Regions from separate parts of the Gossypium hirsutum genome. Here region 1 is linked to region 2. Evidence: chromatin contacts called from public Hi-C data. All regions are on one chromosome and are shown on one strand. The core of a region is the stretch at or near the end of the contact, and the rest is flanking DNA. Distances in the headings are between cores, read along the strand shown. Region 1 holds the start of LOC107918058 (photosystem I chlorophyll a/b-binding protein 5, chloroplastic). Region 2 holds the start of LOC107918064.

Region 1 (7,595 bases), core at 2,896-5,395, 150 kb before region 2:
TCATTGTCTCAAGAAAATTTGGTTTCCTTGACTGCTCTTGTCTCAAGCTATGCTGAGAAAGGGAACATGGATAAGGTAATACCATGCTTTACTCGGAGTCAGATGCTCGATATGGAATTGGATGAAGTTGCAATGGTTAGCATTCTCCATGGGGTTAAAAATCCTGCTAACATTGCTATTGGACTTGCTTTTCATGGTTATGGAATAAAGACTGGTCTTTTCATACATTGTTTGGTTGCAAATGGGCTAATAAGCATGTATTCAAGGTTCAATGATATAGAAGCTGTATTCTCTTTGTTCTCTGAGATGCAGGAAAAACCATTAATCAGTTGGAACTCGATAATATCTAGTTGTGTGCAGGCTGGAAGAACTGGCGATGCCAAGGAGTTATTTTGTCAAATGAGGATGTATGGACATGTACCAGATGCCATCACCATTGCTACTATGCTATCTGGGTGTTCACAATTGGGTTATTTACAGTTTGGTAAAAAGCTTCATGGTTTTATCCTTAGGAATAATCTAGAAATGGAAGATTTTATTGGTACTGCTCTTATACACATGTATGTCAAGTGTGGAACCATTGAGCTAGCTGAACAAATCTTCAAGAGCATCAAAGAACCATGTTTGGCAACATGGAATACAATGATTACAGGTTATGGTATAGGCGGATTCGAAAATAAAGCATTTAATCACTACACTGAATTGCAAAAAAGAGGGTTAAAGCCTGATAAAATCACATTCTTGGGTGTTTTAGCTGCTTGCATCCACGGTGGTAACGTTGATTAAGGAAGAAGATACTTCCAGATGATGGTAGAAGAATTTGGCATATCACCAAGCCTTCAACACTGTGCAAGCATGGTTGCACTGCTTAGCCGTTGTGGCTACTTTGGGGAAGCATTGTTATTCATCAGGAATATGGAATCCAGGCCAGATTCTGCAGTGTGGGGAGCTTTGCTCAATGGTTGTTGCATCCACCAAGAGGTCAAACTTGGGGAATATTTAGCCAAGAAATTGTATTTTTTGGACCACAGAAATGGTGGCCTTTATGTCTTGATGTCAAATCTTTATGCTTCAAAAGGGATGTGGGATGATGTAGCAAGAGTGAGGCAAATTATGAAGGACACTGGAGGGGATGGCTGTTCAGGAACTAGCCTAATCGAGCTGACTTAATAATGTTGCCGCCAATGTCTTGCAAGAAGAACCTTAGAACTAGCTTGGACCAGGAATGATAAAATAACCTGTAATCTGTTAAATTGCCCATTGAATAACCCAAAAAAGCTTAAATCTCTACCTTCACATTGGCAGTAACACCCCTAAAGCCAAATGGATCACTTTCGAGAAGCTCACATCTTACCCTTCTTGAAAATCATTGGTCTGGATGGAGAAGAAGAGAGTAACGAGGAGGAAAACAAGGAATCTTGGTGCGTTTTGAAGGTTGGTAACAAAATTAAAGTGGAAATGCAGTCGAAAACTTTTAGAGATGAACCTTGGTCGATTTCGTAGCAAAGGGAGTTTGGGTAATGAAGTTTTTTAGTGATGAAGTTTATAGAATCTTTGTTAGAAAGTTTAATGATTGTTTGTTTGAGAATACACATGGGTTTGAGTCTGATGATGCTAACATGGTTAAAGTTTATGGGGCAAATTTTACTGGTTGGGAAATGCCTGAAGCAGCTGATGATTCTATCTGGGAAGATGCTGAGGATGCTTCCTTGAGAGTTTCCCAATCTACGACCCAGTGACGGCAAATCAGGATCTTCGAGGAGTCTGAGGAGGTGGCATATGAAGGGATACAAAGCTTGGCTTTGGGGGTATTGGATCATAGTTTCTTGGTTGGTGATTCTGGTGTCCAAGTTAAGAATTTTGCAAATGGGATTCATGGCAAAGGTGTTTATGTAAGTTACGATCATGGGAATCCAAAGAGTTCTTTGTATTTGGTGCATTTGATGTCAAAAAAGGTGCTTCTTATGAAAGCTGAGATGAATGTGCTTCTAATGAGTTCTAAGATCGGGGATTCGGAAGCCTCGCACAACAGGGCTTTATCAGCTGGATATTGAGACCAGAAAGATTGTTACTGAATGGAAGTTCGGGAAAGATGGGGCTGATATTTCAATGAGGTATATCAGAAATGATAGCAAGGGATCACAATTGGAACCCGTCAGAAACCGCATTTTTATGACAATAGGATTTGCTGGTGGATACACTAGACCAAAATGGGATGGTTCAGAATCTTGCTACTAGTTATTGGGTATAAGTGCATCATCAGCATCCAAGAGGGACTAACTTCCAATGCTTTGCAAGCCCTCGGAATGCTCTACTGTTGTTGGATCTCTCAATGGGAAGATTCAGTTTTATTCAACCAATTCTATGAGACAGGCAAGAACAACTTTTCCTGGCCTTGGGTTTCCCAGGACTCATGTTTGTGTTACGTTTGATGGGAAGTATTAGGATCAACTGGTACCTATTTGATCCTTATTTGCACCCTTTTTGGCAACAAGGATGGAAAGACAAAGACAGGTTTTAGTGGGTGTTTGGGGAACAGGATAGAGCTCCACGTTTGTTGAAGCTAACTCCCCTGGATTCACATTTAGCAGGGGCCAATTACAAGTTCAAAAATGCTCAGCTTTCATGGGTAAGCATGCATATACTCTTATTCAGGTTTTAACTTCCTATTGCTTGTGCTTTTAGCTGCTGAGCTGCATTTAATATACATGATGTAGGTATTACTAATTGGCCATCTAATCTTGAAGGAAGTGCTTATTTGGCAGAATATTAACAGTGTCTTTTTTGTTTTTTTAAATTTTGAATAGCTAGCTGGAGTTGTTTGATATCCTTTTGAATTTTGGTTCCTTCGGATTGCATTATTTTTTGATATGTTACTTGCAGCATTGATCCAGTATGTTATTTTATGTGAACTCCGAGGTTAAGGATCTAAAAACTGATCCAGTTTGCGTGTTCCAATTGCACATGTTGCATCAATTTCATTGTCCCCTGGTGGAAACATGATATTTGGATTTGTTGCCTCAGTTGTCTAATATGCTGAATCATTAACATGATTTTGAAGATTCTCCTCACGCTTGATTTGTGAACTTGGTTTTGAGGTCTACACACTTCTCATTTTGTTGCATTCCTTTGTCCAACTTGGTTAAATATCAATATTAAAGCGGCTAGGCCACTTTATTCCCTGGAAATCTAATTACCTCTGCAACATACAATCAACATGCCTTTTATGCCATCTCTATCCTTAAAAGTTCTTTAATCAAGTTTTTTCAGTTCAAGTTTCATCGAGTGCCACTACTAAAGGATGATGAATGGCATGAGGATTGAGGAGGGTGGAAAGGACTATAGAGTACGGAAAGACTCCATTGTCACTTAATAGATAGCGTACATAGTGCTTGCAACAGTTCCTCTCCCCTTTTAGGTCTCAGGTTGTTGTTCTTTCCAACATTTTCTTCGTTTCACAAATGAAAACTTCTAATCATTTGTGTTGCTGCATGACACAGGTCACCAAGAACAGGAAGCAAGAGCACCATCTAGTCGGAACGGTAGGCAAGTTTAGTGTAATATGGGACTTCCAACAGGTGAAAAACGGATCTCACACATGCTACCATATTCACGAGGGTTTGAAGAGCTGTTAGAGTCCTTACGGATGACTACATTGTTGACAATCGTTTCGTGCATGATAAGTTTGCAGTCACTGACTCTCATGAAACCCCACTAGTTGTTGCCACCCCTCTAAAAGTCCGTTCGTTCAGCATTTCAAGCAGGCAGTTATTTGTTCCACTACCACTCTTCCCTAATTTGTAATTTTCCGAATTTTACCAAAGAAGTCGCTGCTGCATTTGTAGAGCTTCTCAACTGTATTTTTCTTTTCTCAATTGTTATTTTCCTTGTTAGATTAAGCTGGCTTGCATGTGTATCTGACAACACTACTACTGTAATGATCTCCCTTTTGCTAGTTAATTGTTGTTACTATAGTTTTATTTAGTTGTAAAGGTAGCAGTTATGGGTTCAAAAGTGAATGGCTATGCTGGTTGATATCTTTCAATAGGTCCAATAATCCATATATCCAAACCCAATGGCTAGGAAGGGGCGAGTGGGTCTGTGTTATCATGTTTTCCACATATGGTGCCATTTTCTATATATTTAACTGTAATAATTTTTTAATGATGACGTGGACGCCATAAATGCCTCCAATAAGATTTACTGATAAGCAAACATAAAAAGAAATACAAAAGAAGAAAGAAGAGGAAAATAAGGAAACAATCAACACAACAATGGCGGTTGCGGTTGGAAGAGGCTTCCTTGTTCAACCTTGTTCTTATTCTTCTTCACCCACATTTCACAACAAAATATACAAACCCTCGTTGGGCTCAGCAACCACATTTTGGTCTACTTTTGCCCCTCAGCGTTATGCACAAGTTGCAGTTCAAGCTCAGCAGCGACCAACATGGCTCCCTGGACTTGACCCTCCGCCATATTTGGATGGAACGTGAGCAAGTGTTCCATATGAAGTTCCCTACACAATAATAGAATTTACACTGGTTTCAGTTTTTGACCTTCTTTTTGTTGTTTCGTAAATCCAGTTTGGCTGGTGATTATGGGTTTGACCCTCTTGGCCTAGGAGAAGATCCCAAGAGCTTGAAATGGTATGTTCAGGCAGAGTTGGTCCATGCTCGCTTTGCCATGGCTGGAGTTGCTGGAATTCTATTCACTGATGTAAGTGATTCTTCCATGGATTACTGTTATTGGGGCTTGGTGGAACTTATTCACTTTATATTTTGCAGTTACTACGCGTTACAGGGATCAGCAATTTACCAGTTTGGTATGAAGCTGGTGCAGTGAAATTTGAATTTGCCAGCACAAGAACTTTGATTGTTGTTCAGTTTCTTTTAATGGGGTAGATACTATATACGCCACAATTTTCTTATCTAGTTAGTAAAAAAATATGCATTTTGTATATAGACTAATTGCTTGGTTTGATGTTGATGAGGACAGGTTTGCTGAAACTAAAAGATACATGGATTTCATTAATCCAGGTTCTCAAGCCAAAGAAGGATCTTTCTTTGGATTGGAAGCTGCACTGGAGGGTTTAGAACCTGGGTATGTTTTTGAGGATCCTTAGACAATCATATCCCATTAGCTGCTTGAATCTCTAAAAATGGAAATCAAACTTAAAGAGACTTTTTTGTTTTCATGGTGAACAGCTACCCTGGAGGTCCACTGCTAAATCCACTTGGTCTGGCCAAAGATATTAAAAATGCTCATGAATGGAAGCTGAAAGAGATAAAAAATGGTCTGCTTTGCCTATTTCCTCCATCATTATTGTGTGTGTGTGTGTGTTTTCATTTTGTTCTGAAACCAGGTGTCCAATGCAGGAAGACTGGCGATGATAGCCATGCTAGGCATCTTTGTGCAAGCTTATGTGACACATGCAGGTCCAATTGATAACCTTGTAGAGCACCTTTCAAATCCATGGCAAAAGACCATCATTCAAACCCTTGCTAACTCTACTTCTTGAACCTCAAAACCAAATGCGGGTCTGTCTTCTTCACTTTTGCCATTGGCTTATACTTTGATGCAAATGTAAATTACTCCTACTTCCCCATTTTTATTACCATTTATTCTTTGTTCAACTGCTGTAAGCAATAGAAGATTTATGATTTCAAGGCCTAAAGCTGGTAAACAATGGCATCCAAACAGGGCTTTCACAAAAATGGAATACTAACAACAATATCAATACCAATCGAGTTAAAACTTGTAAACCAATTACTTTTAAACATGACATATGTAATAAACACGAAAATAGATTAATGAATATAATATAACAATTTTAACACGATGGATCATTTATTTCAGGTTTATGTTTACATAGTTAACAGAAAAAATAAACGAGCAATACATATACACAAATTACCCTATGTATGGGTTATTAACTTCTTAAAATTAACATGATTATGAATAAGGCAAAGAAGACAAAGTTGTTTTTCATTCATAATGAACTTCAGTTTATATCAAAGCCAATAGAGAATAGAACCACCTTTATTCTTAAGATTCTCCAGCCATACAACCCTTCTCAGTAAGCAAGAATATATCCTCAACTTTATCATACATCAACGAATCAATAGAATTTACACTGAGAGTAAACCCTTTGATGAACATTAATGGCCACCTTAACAACCAAGAAAAGAAAAAGAAGAGAGGTGAAATCACAATACCCAAGAAGTTTACTAGGTTTTGGACTTGGTTTTTGAAAAGCTTGCCTTTTTTCTGGAGAAGAACATGAAAATCTTGGGGAAGAGTGACTTTTTCTTTTTCTTTACAACCACTGTCTCTGGGGATGATTCAGATTCTTTGTTATGCCCATAGATTGCCTTGGAGGTATCCAGAGTGCTGGAAGGAGACATGGTTACAGGTTCAACCTTATTACTTTGTCTCTTTCCCTCAAAACTTGACCTTGGAGGGTTTCCTCCATGACTTGATCCAGAAGCCTTTCGGCGCTTCTCATGTTTAGCCCTCCATTGTCTCAATTCCTGTTCTACACCTAACTTCCCTTCCTTGGCCTTCTCAGCCTTCTCCAAAGCTATTTCTAGTGCTTTCTTTCTTTCAGCCATCTCTCGATTTACTTCTTCCAGCTTTACCAAGCTTCTTGACTGGGATTGCTTAGCTTCCTCGATTTGAGAAACGGTAGCTGCCGCGATCATGCTGGCCTGTTCCTCTACCTCATATGCACGTTTTCTAAGGTCATAGTACTCTTCTAAGGAAAGAACTACACTATCTGATGAATCCACATTATTGATGTCTTGCAATGTTTCGATAGCAACTAAAGCTGACTCCTTTGAAGCCTTAACTGCCGCTATCTCCTTTTCAACTGCAAGTAATCTACTCTCCAAGGTACCTGCTCCAGCCTTTGCTTGCTCAGCCTCTTCCTTTAATTTGCTTAGCTCTTGATTAGCCATTTCAACAACCGACTTGGCCTCATCAGCCTCTTGTGCTGCCTGCTGCAGTAGTTTGGTTAGCTCCACCATTTTATCTCTGGCCTCTTTTTCTTTCATGCTTTCTCTTTGCTTCATGGAGGCAAGAGCAGACTTTTCCTTTTCAAGCTCTGATTCCAATGAAACAGCAATCACCTTCAAAGAATCCACTTCTGTAGTTGCTTTTTCTATTTTGAGCTTCACCTCTTCAAGTTCCTTCTTTGCTGAAGCAACCGCAGCTGGTATATCAGTGTGAGTTCTATTCTCTGGTGTCTGTGACGCATCGCTGAGGTATCCATTATTTTCCAACTTGGACTTAGATTCCATATAAGCAGCTAATTCAGCTTTCAAATCAAGTAGCAGTGCTGAAGCAATGTCTAGCTTTGGTTTCATGTCTTTTTCTGATTGGATTTGCTGATTGAGTCTCTGGAGCTCCTCTTCAGCCTGTTTTAGTTCCTTCTCCCAATAGTGAGTATCTTGGTCTCTGGCCATGGCCGCTACAATTCCTTTCTCTTCAGCCCCCACATGGGTAGCCTGTGCAGACTCTAAAGACTCCTTTGTGGCCATCATATCTATAGTCATTCCTTCCACTGTCCTCTCAACCTCTTTTGAAGAAGATTTGGC
Region 2 (6,908 bases), core at 2,742-5,241:
ATCAAGCTTGTTTGGAAATATCCAAGAAGATTTAGATTAACTTTATCGTTTGCTTAATTTTATTCGTCAAAAAATAAAAGAAAAGGAAATAAGAAAATTGTTTTGAATATAAAGAATTCAATTTATGTTTAGATTTGATTAAGGATGTGGTTTTTTGTATTGATTAGTTAGATCCAATTTTAGTTTTAAATTTAGGCCATATTCAAATCGAGATTTGATTAAGAATGATTGATATTCAGTTTTCAGTGAAATTCAATTTAGGGATCATGTAAAAGAAATAAGGACTTGGTTTATTTGGTGGGCAAAAATTATGTTTCTTCAATGAAAAATATGAGAAGAGAGCAAAATAACGGGGAAGAAGAAAAGGAAAATAAAGAAATAAAAAGAAAAAATTAAATTGTTCAAAAAAATAAAAGTATAGGATTAGTTTTAACAAATGACAAATATAGAAAAATTACTTTAAAAGAAAAAAAAGGAAGGAAAATAGATGGAGAATGAGAAGAAAATGGAAAAAAAGAAAAAAAAAGAAGGGAAAGTTCATATAAATTTAAAAAAAATTAAATTACTCAAAACGAAAAAATATATAGGAACTAATTATATAATTTAACCTAACATTTTCGTTTGAAATGATAATTTTACATTTAATTTTTACAAAATGATAAAGTAAATTATTAAAATGTACATGATAATTTACTCTTTTGGAAAGGACTGTCTTCACACAATTACTCTCTCCTACTACGAGTAGTAGGGATGGCAATAGAGCAAATATTGTTAAATTCCAGGTCAATAGTGGATTTGAGTTATATTAATTATTTAGCTAATTTTTAATAATAATTAATCTGATAATGTGATTGTGAATTATACGACTTTAAAAGAAATCTCTTATGTGAAACCGTTGCCTTATTTTCTTTTTCCATTTTGATGGGCTAAGATTCAGACAAAGGTTAGAGCTTTTCTGGTAAATTCGCTATACAGTTAATGTTAGAACACAGGTCTAACAGCTCAAAACATAGAATTAACCTTTTATTGTTCCACAAAACAGAAATTTAATAAATCACACATTGCCCCCTTCTTTTTTTTTATCCTTTTAGGAGTTTCATTGTGCTCTATGCCCCACTTCGCAAGCATTCCTTCTTCAAGCTGGAAAAGCAGAATATGTTTATAGCCTGGATCTTCGAATGCATTTGATTGGATTGAAATGGGAATTCCGCCGAGAAGTATACAGGTGTTTGCTTGAGAAATCTGATGACTTTAGATCCCAGCCTTCAACGTTCTTCGGAACACATGCGTCGAAAAGGATTTGACCAAGAACCCCGTGGAGATTGACGCTTGGAGGGTGAGCCAAATGGATTAAACCTTCCTTTTGCTCATCTTGCAAGGACCCAAAATCTCTACCTTCGTAATATTCTATCGAACTAGGCAAGAGGAAATTACTGCTTTGCACTAGAGAAGTTCCCTGAAAGTTCTTGTTTGGGCTTAAGGCTATTTTGCTGATATTGGAGATCGGCTCAGAGAATTCATCCTGTGCCCCTGCTGATCCAATTCGCTCACCCTCAAATTGTTGAATATTTCGGGAATACAAGGCAGCTGACTTACGAAGAAGCTCAGTCACGGCGGCCTTGTAATCAACTGGATAATGCCGATAATGACCTGCAAAGACCATTAATTGGAACAAGTTGATATGTCGAAACTTCAATGTGATTGATTTATAGATACAAGAAAATATAACTATTGCTACAAATGAAAGGAAGTTAAAACAGTCATCTGCATTAGCTAGGTTTATGTTGAAGATAAATACGCAACCTGTTTTATCATGCAAACATGGGTCTGGACCAGAAAATGTTTCTTTCAATTGTACAGCATAAACATGTGGTCCCTTTGATCTCTTTGTCCTCATTTAAGCATTTTGGTAAAGAAAAGACACTAAACTCCACTGCTGTCGGGACTTGTGTAAGGCAATCAAGAACTTAATGTTTCATAACGCTTGAAGATGAATGAATGACTACCCGTATTATATATAAGGCCCTGTCGTGCCATCTATTTTCTTTCAGTCTAAATATGTTTTACATCACCACTGAACCCCATTAAAAGCTTTTATCTGTGGTATGATCATGTACTAATAAGAGCAATTTCTCATAAGTTTAAAAACTAACCTACATGAGGCGAACCATTGAACTTCACAAGTTTTATATCACCTCCAAGTTGTTGTAATCTTTGAGCGAAATTGCAGATAATTTGATAAGGAGCAAGATCATCAGTTTCGGAGCATAATATGAGATACGGGGCCCCCATCCTCTGCAAAAGATTTGTAATTAGTGAACTAAATTGTTTTTCAAGAAAAAAGAAAACAATAAATTGAACAACGGTGTTTATTGTACACTTACAATTGAACCGTATAGAGTCTGCCAATACTCAGCACGATGGGACTCAAACCTGCTGAGGAAGAGAGCATCAAGACCAGAAGCAATGCCATTTGCTATCCATGATGCTATTCGTGGTGGATGAGACATTTGCAGAACTGTTGGGTGAACAACAAATCGGGCACCCAAGTCACTAGTAAAATCCATAGGACTAGAATCAAAAACATGGCCCGAAAAGCACTCCTTCAGCAGTTGGAGATCATCCTTCAATGGAAGTAAAACAATTCTCAGCAAATGCCATTATACCATCATTTGTTGATTTTTTTTGTCATATAGAAAAGATAAACAAGGATTTCCCGTATCGGTACCTAATAGCCCTAAAGAATAATTAAAAAACTGACTGCAATTGCATGATTTAAGAAGATAGTAAAAGGTTAGCATCTTAATAGAGGTATAACATACTGGATTTACTTGCACTTCACACAATCCCTCGATCATCTGCGACAAGCAAATATAAAGCTATATCAGCACAAGCAAACGGAAACAAGTATTAAACATATAAGGTAAAAAGCAATGGGTTTTCAAAGTTGTGAAAGAAATACCTGAAGAACCTTGTACATACAGGCCTTAGGGCCACCGGAAAAAGATGCAAAGACCACAGGGCATGGCCTAATCTTTAGCTCCTGCACAAAATCAAAAAGAGAAACCGAAAAATGGGGGAAATTTGAGAGAATTGATAAAAATACTCCTCTACCCATTCAGAGGGCCAGAATTAACACCTCTTGCAACACACAAAATTAAGATTTTTTTCAGTATTACCTGAACAAGTTCTTTAAGAAGATGAAGAGCTAAAGCAGCAGCCTTATCAGGGAAGAACCTGCACAGATTACAAAACATCAAAATCCCAGTTAGCCTTTAGCAGATTCACATAAAATCTCAGTTCAAAAGTATCAATCAAAGACATATGAGAATCTGCATAAATTCCAACCAATATCCCTCATTTCCATATTACCATAAGATTAAAAAAGAAAACCCAGTTTACAGCACGGGAAATCAAGTGCTACAGTAAGTCAAAAGCATCCACCAGCCAACAAAGAAATAAGATTAAATTGAAAGTAAATTCAAATCCAAATTTAGCTTAAAACCCCATACATGTTTAAGAATTCTGAATGGCAAACCAGAGAATCCCAACCCAAAGAAGCGTAAAGTTGAACATAGTTCTTCAAGTGCTTCTCTTGACTGGACATCCAAGCGAACACTACAACTATACCTCCTCCATTTTTCCTTCTTTCCACGCTTTCCTTTCTCCCCCAATAATATCTCCCCCCAAATCCCCACATTCTCTCTTCCTTCAACTCTTCCACTCGAATTACCAAGCAATAATTAAGCTTCTCTTCGTTCCACACAGCTCAAGAAATTAAAAAGAAAAAAAAAAGAAACTGCAGAGAATTTGATTCAATCTATGGAGCAAACTTGAAACAGATTAATAATGCAAGTCTGATTTTCTTTTCCCCTAGCGTTTTATAGGGAACTGTGAACGAAAAGTATGCCCGACTTCCTGCGATTGATTGTATCTTTCAAGTCTTGCAACCTAATCCTTGCCTCCTTGGAAATTTTACATGTGTTACCTTAATTTTCAGACAAAATATGTTATAATTTTTTTATAAAAGTTAGATAGTAATATTAAATGGATTAATTTAGTCAGTTTAGAAATTGTTGCAGGGATGGAATTAAATTGCATATCTTTACGATAGTAAAAATATAATTTTACTATGTTAATAATTTATATCTTTATAATTTTTTAAGATTTAAATTAAATTTTTATTATTTTTAAGAGTCAAAATATAATTTTACTATTATTAATTTAAAATTTTTATAAATTATAAAGGACCTAAATTGAAAAAATTTTCACTATAGGGGGACAGGCCCCTTCCAACCCCCTTTGCTCCGCCACTAAATTTAGTCTCTATATTATTAAAAAGAATTAAATAAATTCAAATTGTAATACTATTATAAAAATATATTGGAAAGTTAGTTGTTTGAATCGCAGTTTAATTCTAAACAAAATAATCCATTTACAAAACCGTAAAAACTTTAAAAATATTAACTCTGTTAAATATTAAATGATATTTTTTTAAAGGCTAAATTAGCTGATTGGGCTGTTTTTTTAATTAGGCCTTTAGGCCATTTTTAATTTTATTTAGGGAAATAGACAGTTTTAAGGAGAGAGAAACAGGAAGTCGCCTTTTACATAATTGGTAGGAAAGCGCGTCTAGTTAAGGCGCAATTTTTACTTTTTTAATATAATTAATTTCTTTAGTTGGATGGTTAAATGTTGGTGGTGTTGTTATTGAGTCTTAGGTTTGATTTATCTCCCAGTTAAATTTATAATTTTTATTTCATGTTATTCTAAGCTTCCTCTTTTTTTTTAATGAATGTTTTTAACATATTAGCTTTATTAGTTAAATGGATAAATAATAATGATTTTATCATTGAGACCTATGTTTAATTTCACTTTTCTAAACATATTTGTAATTTTTATTTTATATTGTTTCAAGTTTTTTTAATTAATAAATACATTGTTTTTAGTTTTTTTTTATTTTAATTCATCTTTTTATTTTTTTTGAAGGAATACTGGGTTGTATTTATTTATGCATAATTAAAAATATTATGATCTAAGAACCAAACATAGGCCATGCTCCAAACTAGGGTTAGGGCCTCTAGTAAACAAAGTTTAAAAAAAACAACGTTACCTAAAGTAAAACTGAAAAATATTGCCTAACATAAGGAAAAAAGAAAAACCCAGCCTTATGAGCTGTCAACTTCTAAATAGTTCTTTGAAAAATATCTGCATCCCAATCGACTAACTCTTGGAGAAACAAACAGTCATAGAGATCTAAAATTTTTTCTCCTACTCTCTCATTTGCTGGAGATGGTGTTGACTCAGTGATGGCCTTCATCTCCATCCCCTATCAATTTCTGAATCGGTGAGAACTTGAGTAACAAGCTCATGAACAAAGTATGCATTCACCCCCATTTTCACCCTTCAGATGCTAGGTTATGTGCTGCTCTATTTGCTGCTCTTTTTGCATGCTGGAATTTGCATCCATAAAAATTCGCCTTCTGCTCTTGAATATCATCAATATAAGGGCCGATTACCGATTTATCTTTTTTTTTGTTCATTTTTTTATAACTGTCAGAGAGTCGCCTTCGAAAATAACATATTTTATCCCCAATTCTTTTCCCACCATAACCGCCTGCAAACATGCTAAGGCTTCTGCTGCAAATCTTGAAGAAATCTTGTCATGGATGACCGATTTTGAAACCAATACATCACCTTTAAAGTTCTTGACTATTACCCTTGAACAAGATATATTTTTCCCCTTATCAAAAGGAGCATCGAAATTGATTTTGAGGAACCTGCTTTCCGGCGCCTTCCATGAATCTAAAACTGAGTATTTGGCATGGTGTTTTCTTTCCATATCTTGTAATTCCTGTAAATACTGTATTACAAACTGCGCTATTTCTGTTCTAGTTCTCTTATGTCCTCCGTGTACCCATTGATTCTTATTCGACCAGATAGCCCAAATGGCGCAGACAAAGATGTAGCATTCTTTCTCTTTACTGTGCAACAATACCCAGGTAAACCACTCCATATAGTCCATATGCGATAACTTGAGTGACCATACATAATTTAATTTTTTCCACATTTCCTTCGCAGCAGCACAGTCGCGAAAAATATGTTCCCTAGTTTCCAGCCCTTGCTTACATCTCGGGCAGATGGCGTTATTCGTTAATCTTTTGATTCTTAAATTCACTAGGGTAGGGAGGTAGTTGAGAGTGGCTCTCCAAACTGTAATACGTACCTTTGAGGGGAGATTACAGTTCCACAGTTTCTTGTAACATTTTGTAATTTCGGGCAAACTGTAACCATTACTATTGTAATCATTGCCTTGTAATAGTAGTTTGTAACCACTACGCACAGTATATTTACCCGATGCTTCACCCCTCCATATCAAAAGATCATTTTGTGAACGCTGGGCCAAAGGGATTTGCAGAATCTTTGGAACATCAACTTCCGAAAAGGTACTCCAAATCAACTCTGTTTTCCATGCTCTGATATTACTGTCAATAAGATCCGCAACCATTATGATGTTCTGCATTCTGTCCTTTTTGTTAATCAGTAGACCTGGCACATTTGGGACCTAAACATCTTCTTCTATACGAATGTCATGGCCATTCCCCACCCTCCAGCACAATCCCGATAGTAAGAGGCCCTTTGCTGCCCATATGCTTTTCCAGGTATAGGAAGGTAAATTACCTAAACCTGAATTTAAAAAATCAGTATTCGGATAATATTTAACTTTTAACGTTCTAGCCAAAAGGGAATTAGGATCGTCAATTAATTTCCAGCCTTGTTTTGCGAGAAGGGCCAAATTAAATTTTGCCAAATTGCGGAATCCGAGACCGCCACTCTTTTTTAACTCGCATAATTTGCTCCATAAACACCAGTGAATACCTCGTTTCCCATAACCTTTTTGCCACCAA

The links. Hi-C and Micro-C count contacts between places; a contact is called where the count stands out from the background.
Region 1: a Hi-C map of leaf shows a contact between it and region 2, with 3 times the contacts expected there. The contact joins the promoter of LOC107918058 here to the promoter of LOC107918064 in region 2. A contact is called at or near these places in 6 of 34 Hi-C or Micro-C datasets (hypocotyl and leaf).

What each region holds. Positions count from the first base shown.
Region 1 is chrA01:26,865,780-26,873,374 of Gossypium_hirsutum_v2.1, reverse strand. LOC107918058 (photosystem I chlorophyll a/b-binding protein 5, chloroplastic) reads left to right here and starts at 4,145. Exons shown (of 6, transcript XM_016847561.2): 1 at 4,145-4,489; 2 at 4,584-4,716; 3 at 4,785-4,897; 4 at 4,996-5,100; 5 at 5,205-5,293; 6 at 5,376-5,633. The coding sequence starts at 4,275. The coding sequence ends at 5,518. It overlaps LOC107917399 (protein WEAK CHLOROPLAST MOVEMENT UNDER BLUE LIGHT 1), which reads right to left. Exons shown (of 4, transcript XM_016846754.2): 4 at 5,823-7,595. The coding sequence ends at 6,228. It also overlaps the pseudogene LOC107918057 and the pseudogene LOC107917032.
Region 2 is chrA01:26,714,486-26,721,393 of Gossypium_hirsutum_v2.1, reverse strand. It overlaps LOC107918064, which reads right to left and starts at 3,991. Exons shown (of 7, transcript XM_016847567.2): 1 at 3,513-3,991; 2 at 3,180-3,237; 3 at 2,963-3,043; 4 at 2,823-2,858; 5 at 2,385-2,624; 6 at 2,154-2,295; 7 at 996-1,650. The coding sequence starts at 3,700. The coding sequence ends at 1,160. It overlaps LOC107916582, which reads left to right and starts at 5,054. Exons shown (of 6, transcript XR_005922368.1): 1 at 5,054-5,347; 2 at 5,940-6,002; 3 at 6,085-6,446; 4 at 6,548-6,672.